Linked DNA regions of Mus musculus: all the other regions are linked to region 5. The links are chromatin contacts, called in public HiCAR-type, HiChIP or PLAC-seq and promoter capture Hi-C maps. All regions are on one chromosome and are shown on one strand. Each heading gives the region's core, a stretch centred on a gene start, on an enhancer-like site or on the middle of the called end of the contact. The rest is flanking DNA. Distances are from core to core; before and after follow the strand shown.

Region 1 (2,982 bases), core at 190-2,689, 2.1 Mb before region 5:
TCTCACTTGAGAGAGAAAAAAAAAAAACACTACTTAAAGCAATTGGCCAAAACCCAGCTATTTTTAAATCTGAGCAACTTTCATTTCTTCTGTTTCCTTTCTTTTATAAGAAATAGGGAAGAAACAAGATTTTCCAGATTTGTGTCTGTGTTCATACGCACAGTTGTGTGGAGGGCAGAGGACAACTGAAGAGTGGATGCTTTCCTTCCACCACAGGGCTCCCAGGGAACTCAGGTCATCAGACTCTATAACATTCAACCACTCAGAAGTCTTTCCGATCTGCTTTTGGATTTTTTAGACAGAATATTGCTATGTAGCATGGGCCTCAAGCTGGCTGAGGTCTTCCTGTCTTGACTTCCCAAGAGCTGGTATAACAGACATGTGCCACCCTATCCAGGCTTTTCCTTTTCTTTCCATTCAAGGTACACTGTATCTGAGTCATTAACGGACTATAAAAGTCAGGCGGCATTTGTAAATGGTTTACAGTGTCCTACTGACAATAAAATACAAACTTCTTAGCCTCGACCGGAGACCACTTTAATTGGGTTCCTACTTATGTCTGTACCCCTCACATGCTGTGTCTTTTTTCATTATCTGGCTATATCATGCATCCAGAAGTACAACTGACTCTCCATAGGGTCTCTACACTTCTTGTTCACTTTTCTTGAGACATTCCTCTCAATAATTTTGCACAAACGATTCTTGTCATGGAGGCCTGTCTTGACTCAAAGGTAAACTCTTCCGAAGGTTGCACAAACCTAATCCTCTCAACTGTTTTGAGTTGTCAGTATACCTCCACCAGAAAGTGATGAAAACAGAGACCAAAACACTACTGTATCCTGGGACCTTTTACAAACAGGGCCTCTTTTTCTATAAACATTCAGTAAGCGCCCGTGGGAAGGTGGTAAGCTGTTCGCCTAGCTCTCTCTGGTCACTGACTCCACTGACCATGTTCAGCAAACACCTCTGAGCACCAGAATCAAAACAACCTAAGTCCCCCACGCACTGTACGACTTGCCACCATGTCACGTTCGTCATCAACTGCAAAAGGAGCAGACTTCAAACACGCTGACCCAACCAAGCAGCAGTAGCAACGCTCTCAGGGCAGACCGCATTCCGTGGGTGCAGAAGCAGTCTCTGCATTTACTGACAACCCAGCTGCGAGGCAGGTTTCCAACCCCACGGAGTAAAAGCAAAAACTGACTTGAGCTGACCGCGGCTGACCCAAAGTCTGCGCGACCCTCACCGGACTCTGCATCCGCCTTGCCCCTGTACGCCTCTCTGGGCGCGGCCAGGGTTGCCCCAACAGTTCCTCCACGGTCCTCTGCCACAAGGTCCCGACCCTCCTCAGTAATAGCCCCCAAAACCCTCACCGGTTCCGGCCCAACCCTGCGGCTCCGGTAGGACGTGGCTGTGCAAGGGGCGGGGCGCAACAGGGTACCAGTCTCGGGCAACCCCCCGGAAACAAACGGTCCGCGAGGTCTTCGTTCCGGAAGAGAGGCTGCCCTCAGCGGCCAGTAGCCACTTTCAAATTGGGGTTGGTATGGATCTCCGGACAGATTGAGATATCCTTCAGAAAGTGGACTTAAAATTTTGTGTGCCTTCCCTTCAGAGGAACAACTTCCAGCCTAAGAGACGAAATCAGGACAACCCTCCCCCCCCCCCCAAAAAAAGAAAAACGCTTCCGGTGGTAGTGACGTTGGACTCGCCACGCTCCCGCCCCTCGCGGCCTTCTGACTGGTGGGTATGACGATCCACGTGGCCACGCCCCCGGGGCGTGGCTTCCCCGCCAGACACCGCCTCCACCACAGTTCTGACAACTTGTTCCTAAGTGTTTGTCAGTCTTGTTTGTATTATTGCCAGTGTTATACATGGCCGGACACTGCGCCACGCGACTGCATTGCCAGCCACGAGGAAGTCTGACAAGTATCACAAGCTCGAGGACTGACTGGACTATAAAGTGGGACTTGTCTTAAAAGGTAAAAAGACGTCTGCGGTGTAGTTCAGAACTCTTGGGTTCAGTCTCTAGTATGTGAAGATAGGAAAGGAGAGGAAGTTCTCACAACACAATATTAAACTATTGCCACTGCTACATGGGGAAAATGCTAAGTATACATTTTGTTTTCAGTGCTCGAGATTGTATCCTGGGCCTTGAACATGTCTAGTAACCTCCCCACCTCCAAGCTACATTTCCAACCCCAAATAAAAATGACCAAAGCTTTACAAAGATATAATTTACATGCTGTAAAGTTTGCTCCTGTTTACGATTTTATCATTATTTCTGTTTCTGAGTGTCCTTGCCTGTACATTTCATACCAATAGGGTTCATATACTGTATAGCTTTGAGTTCTTTTTCAAATTGTATCCATGTTGTACATCTTTTAGTGCTTCGTTCTTATTGCTAATATCCTATTGTTTGGATATTTCCCTTTTGTTTCTGCTCATCAGTCAATGAACAAATTTGAAGGGTCTTGAGGTAGACAAAAGGACTGACAGGGTCCCAGCTTTATATGTCCAGGGGTTGATGGGGGAACCTGCTGTATCTACTGAGGACTGTTGTGTGCCAAGGACTTTGCCAGATGCTGTCTGCTTTCAGGAAACTTACTTCTTGGAGGGAAATAGTAAAAAACAGACATACAAGAGAGTAGATGATGTCAGAGCTGAATAAAGAGACAGGTGGGTAGACATTCTGCAATCTTATGGATTATTGAGAAAGGACCTCTCTGAACCTGGTGAGTGGCTCAGCAAGCAAGGTCACTTGCAGCATAAGACTGGCAATTTGAAGCTTATATAGTGGTGGAAGAAGTGAACCAACTCTACAAGTTGGCCTCTAATCTCAACGTGTGCACTTTAATACACTCACCATATATATTTACACATATCACATACATACACAATAATAATTTTTTAAAAAAAATGTAGAGACATCTCATCAATCTGAGTCAATTTCTAAAGAAAACATAGCTGTGGAAAGATGCTTCA
Region 2 (3,079 bases), core at 165-2,664, 2.2 Mb before region 5:
GGGGCTGGAGAGATGGCTTAGTGGTTAAGAGCACTGACTGCTCTTCCAAAGGTCCTGAGTTCAATTCCCAGCAACCACATGGTGGTTCACAACCATTTACAATGTGATCTGACTGGTGTGTCTTAAGACAGGACAACTACAGAGTACTCACATACATAAAATAAGTAAATACATCAAAAAAAAAAAAAGATGCTGTACTTCCTAATAAACTTGCTTGCATGAGCCATCACTCTGTGTGACACCTCCTGATCCTGAATGCTCTTATCTTCTCCATCTCCTCCTCATCCCCCTGGCCATCACTCTCTCAGGAACCTGTCACTGAAGAACCGCTTACTGGTCCAGGTCAATTACCCTGGCTGCTATGCAGGTGTTGTACAGCAAACCCAGAGCTTCACATATAATAGGAAAACACTATCACTATTCAGCTCTAACCGGGCTTCCACTCAATGAGTGCTCACATTCTGATACACAGTCTTTTTTTTTTTTTTAAGATTTATTTATTATTATATGTAAATACACTGTAGCTGTCTTCAGACACTCCAGAAGAGGGAGTCAGATCTTGTTACGGATGGTTGTGAGCCACCATGTGGTTGCTGGGATTTGAACTCTGGACCTTCAGAAGAACACTCGGGTGCTCTTACCCACTGAGCCATCTCACCAGCCCCTGATACAGAGTCTTATTCTGCCACAGTGTCACCAATCTCTATATACGATATCCACATCAGTTTCCTTTGTCACCATACTCTAGAATCTCTTGCTGATGTGATGCGTAAGGGTTTCGGCTTTTGGTTTAATAAATTGGTTTACTTCGCCGAGCTGGTCTAGACAGAATCTTCCTTTACTTTCCCCGTTCCCTTCTTGTCTGATGAGAATAGATGTTCACCCCTAGTCAAGTCACAGGGCAGGCACAGATATTTCTAGAGAAGCAGCCTGGGCCACGGAGTTGAGTTTAGCATCTCAATAAAAACTACGGAAACCACACAGGGCGAAGACGGGAGCCCGCCCTGTCCTCCGCGCCGCGCGCCGGGCCCGCTGTTTTCCCCACCCCTGAACCCCCGGACACCGCGCCCGCCCAAGCTTGCTCCGGCCGCGGCTACCGCCAGCGCCTTGGCAGCAGGACACCGGCTCTCACCGGCTGCCTTCGCCATCCGCGCCCGGCTCGGGGTGCCTCCGTCCACTGTTCCTCAGGACCATTGCGACGCTCCAAAGCTCCCTCAGGCTCCGGGGAGAATTTGGCGCGCTCTCCACGTGCTCTCGCGAGGCTACGGCTTCGGCCAATGAGAAGGCGCGGCCTCAGATGGACCTAGCCGGGGCCCGCCCCCATCGCCCCGCCCCGCCCCGCCCCGCCCCTCGGCTCTCCAATCCTCCGGCGAGCGCAGAGGGTGGGTCGCAGGGACCGGGGGAAAAGAGTGCACTAGCTGGCCGCGCGCGTGGCGGGACGGCCGGGCTCGCTGAGGGCGGAGGAAGGGCAGAAAATGTCAGGCCGTCCCCGCCCTGTGCCCTGTGTCCCGGGCCGGGTGCCCGACTGCCTAGCTGTTGGGTGGGCGCCCGGGGCGACTTAGACATCCGGACCGCGATGGCACCTGCGGCGTCCAGGCTGCGGGTGGAATCCGAGCTCGGGTCGCTTCCCAAGCGAGCGCTCGCCCAATACTTGCTGCTCCTAAAGCTCTACCCGGTGCTCACCAAAGCAGTCAGCAGGTGGGCGCCTACTGGGAAGTGGGGTGAAAAGGAGGGGTGCCGACAGGGGAGACTCTCCTGCAGGGGAGGTTAAGAGAGGGGGCGTCTGCAGACCAAGCAGCTCAGATATTGCCCGAGCAGCAGTGGATCTCAGCCTGTACGTCGGGAACCCCTTAAAGGTTGAACGACCTTTGTACAGGGGGTCACGTATCAGATATCCTGTATATCAGATATTTACGTTATGATTCACAACAGTAGCAGCATTACAGTTTAGAAGTAGCAGTGAAAGTAATTTTATGGTTGGGGTGACCACACCATGAGGAGCTAACTGTATTATTAAAGGGTCACAGCGATAAGAAGGTTGAGAACCACTGCTGTGGAGGAAGGCAGAGTTCTTCCTTAAGGTGCGACCCCGTTCTGCTTAGCCAGTAAGTGCTGTTTGTGTGTTGGGTCCCAAGCATTAGTTAGCCTTTGCAGTCTGAGTGTTGTGAAGACCCGCGAGTCAGGGACACATTCTAACCCTGAGCAACCCAGGCACGGTCGCTGGTGAACTCTGCCCTTTGAATTACATCGTTCGGTTTCCTAACGAGATATCCCTGTTTCTGTTCATTTCCATTAGTGCATTTTGTAGGTTCTGTATTAACTTAGCTTTTCCATAAGTGTGTGCAGAGTGCTTCCTGTGCGCGGGCACATAGCTGTGATCAGAACAGGCGCATAGACTTCTCTCGGAGCTAAGAAGAACGAGTCCATCTTCCCACCCCACCCCACCCCACCCCCGCAAAAGGCAGATAAATGTATAACTTAGAGCAGTTAGGGAAATTTCTCCTGGGTTGTTGACGTTGGTCAGAAGCACAGAGAAGAGAAGCGGTTGTTTACAGGGCACAGTAAGTGTAAAAGTTCTGGGGGAAGAATTCAGAGAATGTCGGAGGGGTGAAGAGAAGGACTCTGGTGGAGAAAATGACCAGGGAGAGTAGATAGGAAGAGGTAACCAGGGGTCAAGTCAAGAGGGTCCTTATGATCCATACTAAAAGTTTTGGATTTATAGCTTTTTAGAAGACAGCTGTGGTGGTTAAAGCTAGTTGTCAACTTGATAACATTTAGGAATTAAGCATGCCTGAGGGGCTTATCTTGATTATCTTCTTTGAGCTGGGAAGATCTGCCCACTAGGGGCGCCACCATTCCTAGTTGGTGTCTGACTGGAAGTGGAAAAAGTGAGCTAGCTGAACCGCACGCGTTTTCTCTCTCTTTTCATTGTGGGTGTGCTGTGAGGAGATCCTTCAACCTCCTGTTGCCTTCACTTCTCTGCCTTGATGGACTTGAACCTTTAACTGGGAGCTGAAATAAGCCATTGTTCTCTTAAGTTGCCTTTGTCTCATTTTTTGTTTGGTTTGGTTTTTGTTCA
Region 3 (3,336 bases), core at 118-2,617, 2.1 Mb before region 5:
CCAAAGCTAGGTTACACACAAGCAGTTCATGTAAGATTTTATCAATCCTCCTAGCAAAATAAGGTGGACACAAGTTATAGAAATCTATGTCCTAATCCCAGCACTCGGGAGGCACAGGCAGGTGGATTTCTGAGCTTGAGGCCAGCCTGGTCTACAGAGTGAGTTCCAGGACAGCCAAGGCTATACATAGAAACCCTGCCTCATAACCGCCCCCCCAAAAAAAACAAAAACAAAAACAAACGAAAAAAAGAAATGTATGTCCTTGACCCAAAGCAATCGATGTTGGGATCTGTGTATAACTTTGTTCAAATTCTCAGTTTCCTAAGTTCATTAAATAAATTATTCTATTTCCTGGGACTTTGAGATCTTTTCAAATAGAAACCCTGCCATTATAAGTTGCCCTCAGAGCACTGGTTTAACAGTGTCCTAGTCTTCCAGCATATTCTTTGTTCTCATTTGTCACAAAACATTTTTTCTAAAGTCCCTGTGGTTTATTTTTTTTCACCCGTCAACCTTTTAACAGTGGTGTCAAATTTCTACATACCTTTTTTCAGTTTTCCTTTTGTTAATAATTTCTAATTGCATTTCATTGAGAAAGAGAAGTGTACAGTAATGAGGACAAGATCGTATTTCGAAGGATATATTTACAGATCTATTTCACAAAGTTGTACTGAGAACTGACTGATATCCATCATCAAGCATCCAGAAGAGCAACTGCACAAATAAATAAGCCCATTTTATGGGGGGGGGGGGGGGTTGAAAAACAGTGCACACACACACACCCCCCGAATTCCAGTAGCTTCTGTATCGCCAGCCGGGTACTTTTCCCACTTCAAACCCCCTGTCGGTTTCCCCATCTAAACCCACTCTGACTAGGTCTTCGATCCTGTTCTAGGCCCTCGGTCTCCTCTCAGTTGGGTACCCACTTTAGGTCCCTATGCTTCATCCCTGTCTACCCCTTTAGCCTTTATCCTCGTCCTCACTCCACTCTGGCCACCGCACCTCTCCTCCTTCCGATGGTCCACTCGCGTTTCCAAAGAAGGATCTGGGGTTCGTCCTCCTCTGCGCCTAGACGAAGAAGCCTCCCCCAGGGTTCCTGCGGCGGCGGCGGCTGCTCTTCCCCGTGTAGCTCCATAGGACTCACATCTACAGAGACCCAGAAACGCCGGCTCAGGGACTACTTAAAAAACGCTCAGCACCGCTGCTATAGCCTGGCCGCCGCCTGCCTCCCCAGCCAGGACCCCACCCGCCGGCCAGCTTACCCCACGCCCTGCGCGGATCCCGGAACCGGCCTTACAGTCGCCGCCACCGCTGTCAACAGACATCTCGGGTACCCCAGCTGATCCACGGGAGGCGAGGGGGAGGGGAGCAGAGCGGTACGCCCTGTGATTGGCTGGCGGCCGTGCCCACCGAGAGCGACGGCTAGAGCGGTGCCAGAAAAGGCTATCCGGAGGGGGCGGGGCGGAGCGATCGGAGCCTGCGCAGATGAGAGAATGTGCACCTTGTTGCCATCTTTGATGCTGGCAGGCAGGCGCACTTACCTTCCTGCAAAAGCACGGAAGTAGCTGTGGAGGGCACCATGTTAGATTCGGGCCAAAAAAAAAAAAAGACCGAGTAACTTATAGATCGGAAGGTCCTTAAAACCTCACTTGTAATTCCGAGATAAGGTGCTATTTTCACACGTCAGATTACAAAATGTGAAAGCTTGGTACAGTGGGCCAGCCCTTCGCAAGGAGCATAATTTAAGATGTCAATTAGAATAGAAACAGGTAACTCGTCTCTGAGGGCTGATTTGCGGTATCTTTAAATCCTGTTTCTTAGGATCTTGTGTCATTCCCGAGTTGTATGCTACAAGCATGTTGGTGACCCCCCGGTGAGAGAGAAACACTGGCAAAAACAATGCCCTGGAAGAAAGTCACTGAAGACAGAGAAGCAAAGTCCACACACAGTGGTTCTTGAGCAGCTCGGAGTAATGTCTTTGCTGGTGAACAGCTTCAAAAAAGTATTAAACATCTGTTTGTTTGTTTGTTTGTTTGTTTGTTTGTTTTGTAAAAAGAAAACACATACACAGACACATTTGTAAATATATGTGGAAATGCGTCTTTGCCTATGTCTACAAAGATTTACTCAAATACTTTTGAAAGGATATAAAAGTAGCAGTGGCTGCCTCCGGGAACATGGATTTGTACCGGTCTGAAAATCGCCGAAGAAGACCCCAGACATAGATAATATGCAAAGACAAAGAGCGTTTATTCTGAAGAAACAAGCAGTATGTGGGTCACATTTTTTGAAATGGTGTCCGCAGTCAAGGGTGTGTGGGCCTTCTTATTGGGGGGTGGATATTAGGTAATCTCTAATGTGATTGGCTGGGCCACTGTTCACATTTGGGAACTGAACTGTGACCCTCACCCCCACCCCCCAGTTAAGATTATATAGAGTTTTTAAGCCTAAAATCCACAAACATCTGTGCTAAATTATTCCACCAATCAGGATTTAGGGATAGAGGGTTTACTTAGGAACTTGTCTTTGTTGTATATGTACCCTGCTCCCATTGATCTGGGTACTCAACTTGCAGGGACTTGACTTACCTAACATTCATGTCCTAACTTGTCACAGTACCCATGTACATATTTCTTTCTGCCAAGTAGGATGTCAATTCCCAATAGGCCTTAGGAACTTAAACTTTACTCGGCCACTAGTCAAAATGAAAGTCTTATTCCAAATAATTTCTTATATTGGTGCAGGTGTCTCTCTTATGTTGGGGTTCATCCTAGGGACAGCTTATACCATGAAAGTTTATACACAGGTGCAGGAAGAGCTATTGAGTGGTTGGTTCAGGTCCAAGCTTATTGCAAATGACACAGTTCTACTGATATCTAACACAATTGGTTTCCAAGGGTATAGAACATAACAGACTATGTAATCAACTTGGCATTAGAAAGTTTCCTATTAACAGCAAAAACAGGTGCATGCCTTTAATCCCAGCACTTGGGAGGCAGAGGCAGGAGGATTTCTGAGTTCGAGGCCAGCCTGGTCTACAAAGTGAGTTCCAGGACAGCCAGGGCTATGGGCTATACAGAAAAACCCTGTCTTGAAACAAAACAAAACAAAACAAAACAAAACAAACAAACAAACAAAAAACATATGAGAAAGTTTGCTTATAATGAATGGCACACTAGTCAGGAAACTGTTACTAGGCCTTACATTTTACCTAAGCCTTAACAATTTTAAATATTTGTAATGGAATCTGTGCATCTAAACATAGAAAAGAGACAATATTAATACTAGACCATAGGAATTTTAAAGTTTCATTACAATCCTTCAGAGTCACAACTG
Region 4 (3,031 bases), core at 244-2,743, 2.0 Mb before region 5:
CTCTTCTTCTTCTTTTAAAGATGCATTTATTTTATGTATGTGAGTACACTTGTCGCTGTCTTTAGACACACCAGAAGAGGGCATCAGATCACATTACAAATGGTTGTGAGCCACCATGTGGTTGCTGGGATTTGAACTCAGGACCTCTGGAAGAGCAGACAGTGCTCTTAACCACTGAGTCATCTCTCCAGTCCTATTTTATTTCTTAAAACTCTTTTTTATTTTAAAATGTATTTGTTTATTTCATGTATATTAGTGTTGTGCCTTATATGCTTGTGCACTGTGTGCATGCTTACAGAGGCCAGGAGGGTGTTGATCCTCCTAAGACTGTTGTGAGCTCTTATGTGGGTGGTGGGAATTAAACTTGTGTCCTCTGGAAACGCACCCCTGAGCCATCTTTCTGTCACCCAAAGCAGATAATTTAAAGGAAGAATTCATTAACTTTTAAATATCTCTTGATGTTCTTGGCTTCTATACCCAAATTAGACATTTCAGCACTACTGTCTGCATCCAGGAAGATACTCATGAAGAGCCAAATATGTGAGTGCTAGGAACTGAACCCCAGTCCTCTGGAGAAGCAACCAGTGCTGTGACATCTTGAACTATTTTAATCATGACTATGTTCAGTGGAGCAGCCAGTCTCTTTACTAGTCTGAGAGACATCTCCAGCTTGGGTTTTGTTTTGTTTTGTTTGTTTGTTTTGTATCCCCTAGTTCCCTGCTTCAGGCAAGTAAGCTAAATGGATTGTCAGCAGCACACATCCCAAGGCTTGATTTGTTCCTACTTTATATGAATATGTCCCCACAACTCCACTCCAGAAAATATATAAATGACTTGAAAAAAAGATACACAGGAGAGAGAGAGAGAGAGAGAGAGAGAGAGAGAGAGAGCGCGCAGCTATCCCAGGTCACAGATATATTCCATTTAGTTCCTTCTAGTTCTTGGTACTGAACATCCTCTAGCCTACCATCTGTGACTCCATCTTCCTCTGTGTTGAGGAGAGTTTCCTGTGGCCCAAGTAAGTTTCAACAGAAACATGAATATTTGTAATTTCTTATAACTAAGCATAAAAGCTAACACATTTTATAACTTATTTGAATTCTATTTTAACATTCAGTGCTAGATTATTTCAATAGCCTATGTCCTTTATACCTAACTTTATTGTCTTCATAAAAGTTGTCATAGGCCAAACCCTGAGTTCTATTGAGTCCTGTGTTGTTCCTTTTGAAATTGCTGTGCCTACACTAACTCTATTCAGATCTTCCACCACTAGGCTTATTTTTATTTGTTTTGTTTTAGAGGCATTGTCCTTTCGGCCCCGCCCCTCGCCGCATGCGCCTTGCTGTCCTTTCTCCCTGACCCCGCCCCTATCCAAGTTTTTCGCTGCGGGTAAGCGATCTGCTCTCGATCCTCCCAGAGCCACCCTTCGCGGCACGCACATGCGCCCTGTTGTTCTTCCCGTCCCTCCCTGCTCTCCCTCCCCCGCCCCCGCAGTCTCTCGCTGCGCGCGCACGCGCCATGCTTTTTCTGCGCGCCGCCGTGCTCCCGGGGTTCTGGCTCCCGCGTGTGCGCCGCGTACAACTCGTTCGGAGCCCCGCGGTGACCCTGCCAAGTCCCGTCCGCACTGTCCACGCCGGGAGCCGGGTCTGGGGGAGCGCGTGGGCGGGGGGCGGTCCCGTCCGTGGTGGGGGCGAGGAGGACCCCCGTGAGGACGAAGAGGAAGAGGAGGATGAGCTGCTCCGCGCCCCACCCCTCCTGCCCTTGGATACACAGCGCGTTTGCGTCCTGCATCCTGACGTCAAACGCCCGGCCGGAAAAAAGCCTCGAAGCACAGGTATCGGGTAGGGCGAGAGTGGGGATTGAGCAGGGAAGCCGGAAGGGGCGAGGACCTGAAGGCCGAAACTTACTAGTGCTATACAGGAAGGCCACGGGGAATTGGGGCGGCGGTGACGCCTAGTTCTGGAAGGGGCGGAGTCACGAGAAAGGAAGGAGAAGCCGAGGGAGGAGCACTGGGGGCAGGGTACTATGATGGACATCGGGCGTACGGTAGAGAGTGTGGATAGTCTGGGATGTGCTGGGTTCGTGGCTGCTCTCCTGGTGGAGTCGGAGTCTGGCGAGCTTGCGTGCTGGGGGCGTGATCTGGCTGAGCATGTGATGGTACCTGGGCCTGCCCGATGGGTGAGGCTGCGCGTGCTCCGGGTGGGACCTTGGGGCGGGACTATCCTAAATTTGTAGGCGGAGTCTGGGGGGGGGGAACATTGGGCGCTGGGGGCGAGTCCTAGAGGTTCTGCCTTTCCCTGGTAGAGCTTTGGATCATGGCCTGGCGAGCTTCTTAGGGTTGTGATGTGAGCTGCAGGGTGGGGACATGGTGTGGGCGGGGGATGCGGACTCTGCGCGGGCGCGGTTTCATCCCAGAGCTAACCCTGTCCACCGCCGTGGTCCGAGGTCTTCCCGCTCGGCCCTTGACTGGATGGACCCTTGTGTCCTCACAGCGGAGTGGCAGGTGGCAGAGGCGGCCGCCCTGGTGCGCGCACTTCCAGGATGGTCGGTCGCGAGTACCCTGGTGGTGCCCAGCGCAGCGCCTGGCAGCAGGCTGGTGTTCGGCAAGGGCAACTTTCAGGACGTGACAGGTGAGCGGTACCTCACCTTTGGCCGCTGGGCATGCGCCTCACCTGCGCTGGTGTAGGATGGGTCAGACTGCCTCCCGTCCTCCTCCTAACCCCATGACGGGCCACTCCCTGTGCTCCAGAAAAGATCAAGGGATGCCAGGACATCACGTCCGTGTTCCTGAACGTGGAGAGGATGGCGCCACCGACCAAGGTTCCCTTGTGTCCCCCCTGATCCTCACATGACCCATGACACCATGTGACCCCTGACTGATCCCTGCGTGGCCCCCATCTCCTCAGAAGGAGCTGGAGTCCGCTTGGGGTTTGCGTGTGTTCGACAGATTCACCCTAGTTCTGCATATCTTCCGTTGTAACGCACGCACGAGGGAGGCCCGGATGCAGCTGGCGCTGGCAGAGATCCCGCT
Region 5 (3,085 bases), core at 398-2,897:
AGTGGTTAAGAGTGCCGATTGCTCTTCCAGAGGTCCTGAGTTCAATTCCCAGCAACCACATGGTGGCTCACAACCATCTGTAATGGGATCTGATGCCCTCTTCTGATGTGTCTGAAGACAGCAATAGTGTGCTTATATACATTAAATAAAAAAATAAACATTTAAAGTATTATCCAGCATCCTAAAAAGAATCAGTTTTTTTACCCACAATTCTCTCCCAAAAAAGAAATTCCCAAAAGAAAAATTAAAACATAAAGGCTGAAAACAGTCTGCAGAAGTTCCTATGAAGATTACATGGAATCTATTTGAAGGAGAAAGTACTTGCTGCTAGAGAAAACGGAGTCAACCAACCACTAACATATTTCTAGCTCTACTTTGATCTCATGAGGTACTTTTCTATGTCAATTACAGGCTTGTCTGGGTTTTCAAATTCTAACTACTGTTGCATGGTAATATCTTCAACCAAAGTTAAAGGTTTTAAAGAATAAAACAGCATTCCATACCCCTTTTCCTATTGTTCACAATCTCTCGTACCACTCAATAAATCCATCTCTGCCAAAGAAAAAATTAACCACCAAGGACTGCAGATTGTAAATCACAGTTAAGAGTTCTGGCACTATGGAAATGTGTTAAGAAATCCTGGAAAATTTTGGTTAAACCCCTTAGTGCCGTAAGTAACTAAGTTGTAATGATGAATACAAATTATCAGGGCAAGAAATTTTAATTGAACGGAAGAAATGCCTCCAAATAAAAGCTATCTCTTCCCCGTATCAATTCACCTATCACTTCTTCTCTTTAAGCTTCCAGGGCTTGCTTTCCAGGGTATTTTCCTCATCCTCGTACGCTAGCTATCTAGCCCACCACTAGATTCCCCTACCACAATTCCACACAATTCCAGCACCCTCTGGTTCCAAACTGCTACTTTCCTTAGCACCCCTTAAAGTGCCAGTCAGCCCCTCTACTAGGCTCCCCGCATTCTGACGGCTCCTCCCCTCGGTTCCCCACCCCCTCATCACCAGGTTCATCCTGCCCCTCCAACCGTCTCCCGCCCCCAGGTTCCTTCCTGCCCTCCAAACACAGCTTCCCTGTCTCAACGTTTTATCTAATTCCACCAACTGACTCCCGAGCGGGGCGCCCCGCTCCTTCCCCCAGTCCCTATTTTTACCAACATCTCACTGACTACCCCTCCCGATCCATTCTTTCAACATATGCATCAATGCAAAAACACCCCCACACAGGACTCCCTTGCCCAAAGCGGAGCCTCCATCTTTCCCCTTTCTTTTGCTTCCTTTCTTTCGTCTCTCCTCATCCCAACCTCCTCCCAAAGAGTCGGTTCCCAGGCCAAGGTCTCTCACCTCATTCGGTCACTTAAGTGGTGCCAACCGCTTCATACAGGAAAATAGAAGCAATCTCGTTCCCGTGGGCGCTCCCCCGCGAGTCCGGGCACTCCCTGGGCACCCGCCCCAGCGGGAGCCCTGCGCACACGCACACACACACCGAGTTCCTTGGGGACGAGGGTTAGGAAGGAGAATGTGCGTGCTCACACCGGCCTCAAACACAGACCACTTCGCAACAGCCCTTCGCCATTTTGGTTTCCCGCGGACTAGCGGTGCATTCTGGGAGCGCGGAGCTACTCCGGGGCCGAATGGCAGCTCTCCAGAGCCGCAGAGGGGCGGGGCCTGCGCGGCGAGCGCGGAGGAACACCGCGCCCTGCGTCCCGGACCAGCGCTGAACAAAGAGGGACTCTTTAACGTCGCGGTGGAATTAAGTCCTCTTGCTGCCGGTGCAGACACAATAGTGAGCGCAGCGCTTCCCGACGCTGATGCTTGCCTTACTAGGTCTTTTAAAAAGAGAGATCGTGTCCAGTCTTTCGTGCGGTCTTTTTTAATGCCCTCAGAAATAGGATATTGCTCAGTACATCTTGATGGGGTGATTTCCTTTCTGAAGAAAGGAAATTATTAACTGGAAAAAATACTTTTCTTTTACCTTCACCTAGAGGCCTGCTGTTATAATCCCCTTAAGTGGGGAGGAGACCCTGGATGGCAAATTTCGTTCAATGAATACTATCCAAATCCAAACTTATCTGGAATCTGTAATGGGAGATTTTCACTTTTTTTTCCTCTGACGATGAACGAGATTTTTTTTTCCCTGTTTACCTGCTTTGTGACCTTTCCTAATTGTAGTGAAATTTGAGCATACCCTCCTGCAAAGCAGTTGATTGAAGGAACACACAACTTTCATACTATTGCAGGCTTTTATATGAGGCCCAGCTGATAAATGGAATGCATGCTTATATCTTTGACTTATATTTGAATGCAACCCAGCACTTATAGAAACACCTGTAATACGTTTCTATTTTGTGAAAATATTTTCAGAGTCATATACTTTTTATCACAGATTATGTCACAGAGGCAGTACTGAATTTTCTCTCTGAAGAAATACCTCTTATGATCTAAATTCCTTTCACTCATATTTCAAGAGTTCCCTTTAAGCTGGGCGGTGGTGGCGCACGCCTTTGATCCTAGCACTTGAGAGGCAGAGGCAGGCAGATTTCTGAATTCAAGGCCAGCCTGGTCTACAGAGTGAGTTCCAGGACAGCCAGGGCTATACAGAGAAACCCTGTCTCGAAAAACAAAACAAAACAAAACAAAAAAGAGTTCCCTTTACCTAGGTTCTGAAAAATCTGGCAAATAGGCATATTCATATTATACTACATTTTTTTTTCTTTTTTGAAGACAGAGTCTATCTATTATATAGCTCTGGTTGTCCTGGAACTCATTGTGTAGACCAGGCTTGCCTCAAGCTCACAGAGATCTTCCTGTCTCTGCCTCCTCAGTACTGGGATTAAAAGGCCTGAGCCACCATGGCTAGCTTTGTATTATACAGTATATTTTATTCAGTACATTATATCAATCTGTGTCTCTCCCTCTTTCTCTCTCTCTCTGTCTCTCTCTCTCTCTCATGTGTCTCTGTATCTGACTCTCTCACACACACACTGTCTCTCTCTGTCTCTCACACACACACACTCTCTCTGTCTCTCTCACACACACACACTCTCTCTGTCTCTGTCTCTCTCTCTCTCTCA
Region 6 (3,212 bases), core at 388-2,887, 2.6 Mb before region 5:
AGAGACAGAGACCATCTGTGCCACTGGGACCCTCCCTGTTGTGCTACAGCGGGGAATCTGCCCTCATACTCACCTGTACCACGGGGATGACAAAGGCCAGTGTTTTCCCACTGCCCGTTGGGGCAGAGACGCAGAGGTCACTAGGTTGGTAGCCACCTCTGCCTATGAGAAACCCATGGTCAGCACTTTCGAGGAGGGCGGGAATCACAGCTGCCTGGACTGGAAGGAGAGAAGGAAAGGAGTGTGTCAAGTATAGGCCGTGTTATACCATTTCACCCAGGAATTCTCCCGGACAAAGATGCCACCAGGGCTGGAAAATTGTCAAGGACCTGAACCCAAGAATATGGAAGCTCGCTGATCTGATGTGTAGTGGGGACCCCTAAACCACAACCCTGACACTACAGCTCTAACAGCCCAGGGAAAGCTGCCTCGGGGAGTTCACCCCATCATTTGTCCAAGGCTTAGGCACCTGGAAAGTAGGAAGTGATGCCATTAGCTCTCAACTGCTTCTGCAGGTCAGGGTGAACCTCAGGGATGTCCTCAATGGGAGTGAGATCTTCGGTGACACTCTTTTTGACACAGCTTGGCTTAGCCAACCATGCTGGCAGGAAAGGCTGAACCTGAAAGCAAGAAGCAGCGCAAACGTCCCCCAGAAGGCTCCAGGCTTGTGGAGTCATTAGAAACCAGGAACTACAACATTAAGAGACCCTAACCAGTCTTTCTTCAACCCTTCACCACCTCCCACTCTGGCAACCTTTGGACAAGACACCCGGACCAGCAGACACCCTATCCTAGTGCACTAAACACAATCTGGATACTTTGCCTATAAGCCTACCAACCCAGCAAACTGTCTTCATGCACCAAGAAATGTTGCTTTCAACAGGGACAGCAAGGCACGCCACGGGGCTTATCCCAAAAGTTCTTATCCGTCTGGATTTCAGTTTCAAGAGTGTCCCATGCATACCTCCCACTTTCAGTAGTTAAGGTCACGTAACAAAACGAAATCCCCCCCACCCCCCGGCTAAGAACTGAAGAGTCCCGGGAGGACAAAAAGAACCGCGCACAGGCTCACTCACCTTCGGCGTCTTTCTTCTTGCAAAGTCCCCCAGCACCCGGCCTGGAGCCGGGGGTCTCTGGACATCCTCCTGAGGGTTCGCACCCGGGTCCTCTGCGCCGGCACTGAGCTCCTCCGGAGCCTCCTCACCTCTCCCTGAGCGACACAGCACAACGTAGGGGGATGTCAACCCAGCAGCACAGAGAGCCTCCATGCCCCGTCCACACTGCGCACTCACGGCCCACCTGCGTCCACGTCCTTGTCCGCTTTCCGCCGCTTCGCCCTAGGAGCCTCCGAGTTCGGAGTCGCCGAGCCGCTCACCCGACGCCGCCGTCGGGGCCGCCGTCGCCGCTTGCCTGCTGCTGCCGCTTCCCCTTCCCCGGCCGTTCCTGTGGTCTCGAGCTCCGGCTCCCGCTGCTGTCGCTCACGGGCTCTGTTCTGCAGCCGCTCGAGCAGCACTCGAGCCCGGCTGCCCGCCTCTGCGTCCGTATCCCCCTGCCCCGCGGCCTCTGGGCCCGCGTACCGCGCTATGTGGAACAGCGCCATAGCTGCCCCACGCCGCGGTTCCTCTCCGGCGCTCTTTGATGACGTACGCCGCCCCGCGACCTAGAGGCTCGGGTGACGTCACGGGCGCGACTCCGCTCGGCGCACACTTCGGTTTCCAGGAACCGGGAGCAGCATCGGCGGCGGCGGCATGGAGCGGCACCCAGCTTCGGCGAGCTCCAGGCAAGAGCTCGGCCGCCTCCTGGAGGCAGTGCTGACGAGTCGTGGCCAAGCGAACGCGGTGTTCGACATCTTGGCTGTGCTTCAGGTGAGCCGCAGGGGCGGACCTGGGGGCGGCCAGGTCAGTGGGAGTCGCGACGGGGCCGAGCGTCACCTTGTCGGGGCCTCCCCGTGTTCAGTCCGAGGAGCCCGAGGAAATCGAGGAAGGAGTGCGCACGTGCAGCCGACTCTTCGGTACCTTGCTGGAGCGGGAAGAGCTGTTCGTGGGCTCGCTGCCGAGCGAAGACACGGCCCTGGCAGGTGGGTGACCTGGAGGGCGTGGGGTACTCTCCGCTAGGCAGTTCCGGTGGGACGCCTTGTCAACTTAGGATGCACCCCCGAGCCAGGGCCTTGTCATAGACCATGCGATCTGGGAGGACGACGCAGTCACTCATTGTAGCTCAGGAAGCGAGTTGAGATCCGTATACTTGCCAGGACTGCGTGAATCCGTATACGTAGCCGTTTTCACTCACTCACACACACACACACACTCTCTCTCTCTCTCTCTCTCTCTCTCTCACACACACACACACACACACACACACACACACACACACACACACACACACACACCCATGTTTTATTTGCGCCATTTCCGAGTTTGATACTGTCTCTGTCCTAGTGGGGAGACCCAGGTTCTGAGGCAAAGCGAGAGGAACTACATTTCAATACCCCCTTCCCAGTTTGCAGGGCTCAGAAATCGTCTTTCCCAAGCCCCGGTCTGGCATCTTAAATAGTTTACAGCTGTGAAGATGAGAAACAGCCGGAAGATTGGGGCTGAGTTTGGGACCTTGGTCAGGCTTGGCACACATAAATATGAGTGTGAGTTAGCTCTCCTAACTCTGTCCCCAGGGTCCCAGGGAGCCACATACAAATACAAGGTGTGGATAAGACATCGATACCACAGCTGCTGTAACCGCCTAGAGGAACTCCTGGCCCATCCCACCTTCCAGGTCAAGGTGAGTCTTGAAGCCCTTAGCCCAGCTTTTCCTCTCATCTCTAAAGTACTTCACAGCACAGGGGTAGAGGCCTTTGATGCGAGCATCTCTTCCTTCACTTGTCTGAGAGACTTCTACCTAGACATCTTTATTGCTGTTCTTTTCCACTGTGTGCTGTGAATCATCCGGACCTAAAGACATGGAGTCTGTAACCCTAGTTCCAGGCAGCAGATCTGCTTTGTACATTGTCACATTTGTTGAGGCACCTCCAAAACTGGGGGGGACAAGGGAATAGTTAGGTGGCCTCCCCTGCAGGCCCACCCTGTGTACATGCCTCAAGCCAAGTTCTGTTAAGAGTTCTATCCCAGGTCACCATCGGCACACACATGTAACATGGAGCGAGATAAGCTGGGGTCTGGCCTCCTTTCTCTCCTGGTTTTTGGCCCGGTCCTAAGCTT

What was found. Promoter capture Hi-C pulls out the DNA fragments that hold promoters and counts their contacts. HiCAR-type assays count read pairs that join an accessible place to other places. HiChIP or PLAC-seq counts read pairs in DNA pulled down with a chosen protein or histone mark.
Region 1: a contact with region 5 is called in a promoter capture Hi-C map of pre-B cells, with 3 times the contacts expected there. The contact joins the promoter of Golga3 here to the promoter of Mtf2 in region 5. A contact is called at or near these places in 4 of 39 promoter capture datasets (frontonasal cranial neural crest, hippocampal neurons, pre-B cells and 1 more).
Region 2: a promoter capture Hi-C map of liver shows a contact between it and region 5, with 2.9 times the contacts expected there. The contact joins the promoter of Pxmp2 here to the promoter of Mtf2 in region 5. A contact is called at or near these places in 2 of 39 promoter capture datasets (the C10 cell line and liver).
Region 3: a contact with region 5 is called in a HiCAR-type map of astrocytes, with 9 times the contacts expected there. The contact joins the promoter of Chfr here to the promoter of Mtf2 in region 5. A contact is called at or near these places in 3 of 39 promoter capture datasets (cranial neural crest, liver and maxillary cranial neural crest) and 1 of 115 datasets of contacts at active chromatin or transcription factors (astrocytes).
Region 4: an H3K4me3 HiChIP or PLAC-seq map of forebrain shows a contact between it and region 5, with 13 times the contacts expected there. The contact joins the promoter of Gtpbp6 here to the promoter of Mtf2 in region 5. A contact is called at or near these places in 1 of 39 promoter capture datasets (hippocampal neurons) and 6 of 115 datasets of contacts at active chromatin or transcription factors (embryonic forebrain, embryonic midbrain, embryonic stem cells and 2 more).
Region 6: a contact with region 5 is called in a promoter capture Hi-C map of pre-B cells, with 2.3 times the contacts expected there. The contact joins the promoter of Ddx51 here to the promoter of Mtf2 in region 5.

Annotation. Positions count from the first base shown.
Region 1 is chr5:110,175,314-110,178,295 of GRCm38.p6, reverse strand. It overlaps Golga3 (golgi autoantigen, golgin subfamily a, 3), which reads right to left and starts at 1,439. Exons shown (of 24, transcript NM_001347389.2): 1 at 1,374-1,439. It overlaps Gm15787 (predicted gene 15787), which reads left to right and starts at 1,792. Exons shown (of 3, transcript NR_040431.1): 1 at 1,792-1,979.
Region 2 is chr5:110,284,503-110,287,581 of GRCm38.p6, reverse strand. It overlaps Pxmp2 (peroxisomal membrane protein 2), which reads left to right and starts at 1,414. Exons shown (of 5, transcript NM_008993.2): 1 at 1,414-1,698. The coding sequence starts at 1,577. Pole (polymerase (DNA directed), epsilon) reads right to left here and starts at 1,263. Exons shown (of 49, transcript NM_011132.2): 1 at 1,133-1,263. The coding sequence starts at 1,194.
Region 3 is chr5:110,133,861-110,137,196 of GRCm38.p6, reverse strand. Chfr (checkpoint with forkhead and ring finger domains) reads right to left here and starts at 1,367. Exons shown (of 18, transcript NM_001289577.1): 1 at 1,263-1,367; 2 at 1,003-1,146. The coding sequence starts at 1,135.
Region 4 is chr5:110,106,659-110,109,689 of GRCm38.p6, reverse strand. It overlaps Gtpbp6 (GTP binding protein 6 (putative)), which reads left to right and starts at 1,493. Exons shown (of 10, transcript NM_145147.5): 1 at 1,493-1,834; 2 at 2,493-2,630; 3 at 2,750-2,820; 4 at 2,907-3,031. The coding sequence starts at 1,519.
Region 5 is chr5:108,064,236-108,067,320 of GRCm38.p6, reverse strand. It overlaps Mtf2 (metal response element binding transcription factor 2), which reads right to left and starts at 1,647. Exons shown (of 15, transcript NM_013827.3): 1 at 1,356-1,647. The coding sequence starts at 1,360.
Region 6 is chr5:110,651,876-110,655,087 of GRCm38.p6, reverse strand. Ddx51 (DEAD box helicase 51) reads right to left here and starts at 1,637. Exons shown (of 15, transcript NM_027156.3): 1 at 1,300-1,637; 2 at 1,077-1,210; 3 at 470-620; 4 at 74-219. The coding sequence starts at 1,600. Noc4l (NOC4 like) reads left to right here and starts at 1,706. Exons shown (of 15, transcript NM_153570.2): 1 at 1,706-1,865; 2 at 1,957-2,077; 3 at 2,669-2,775. The coding sequence starts at 1,749.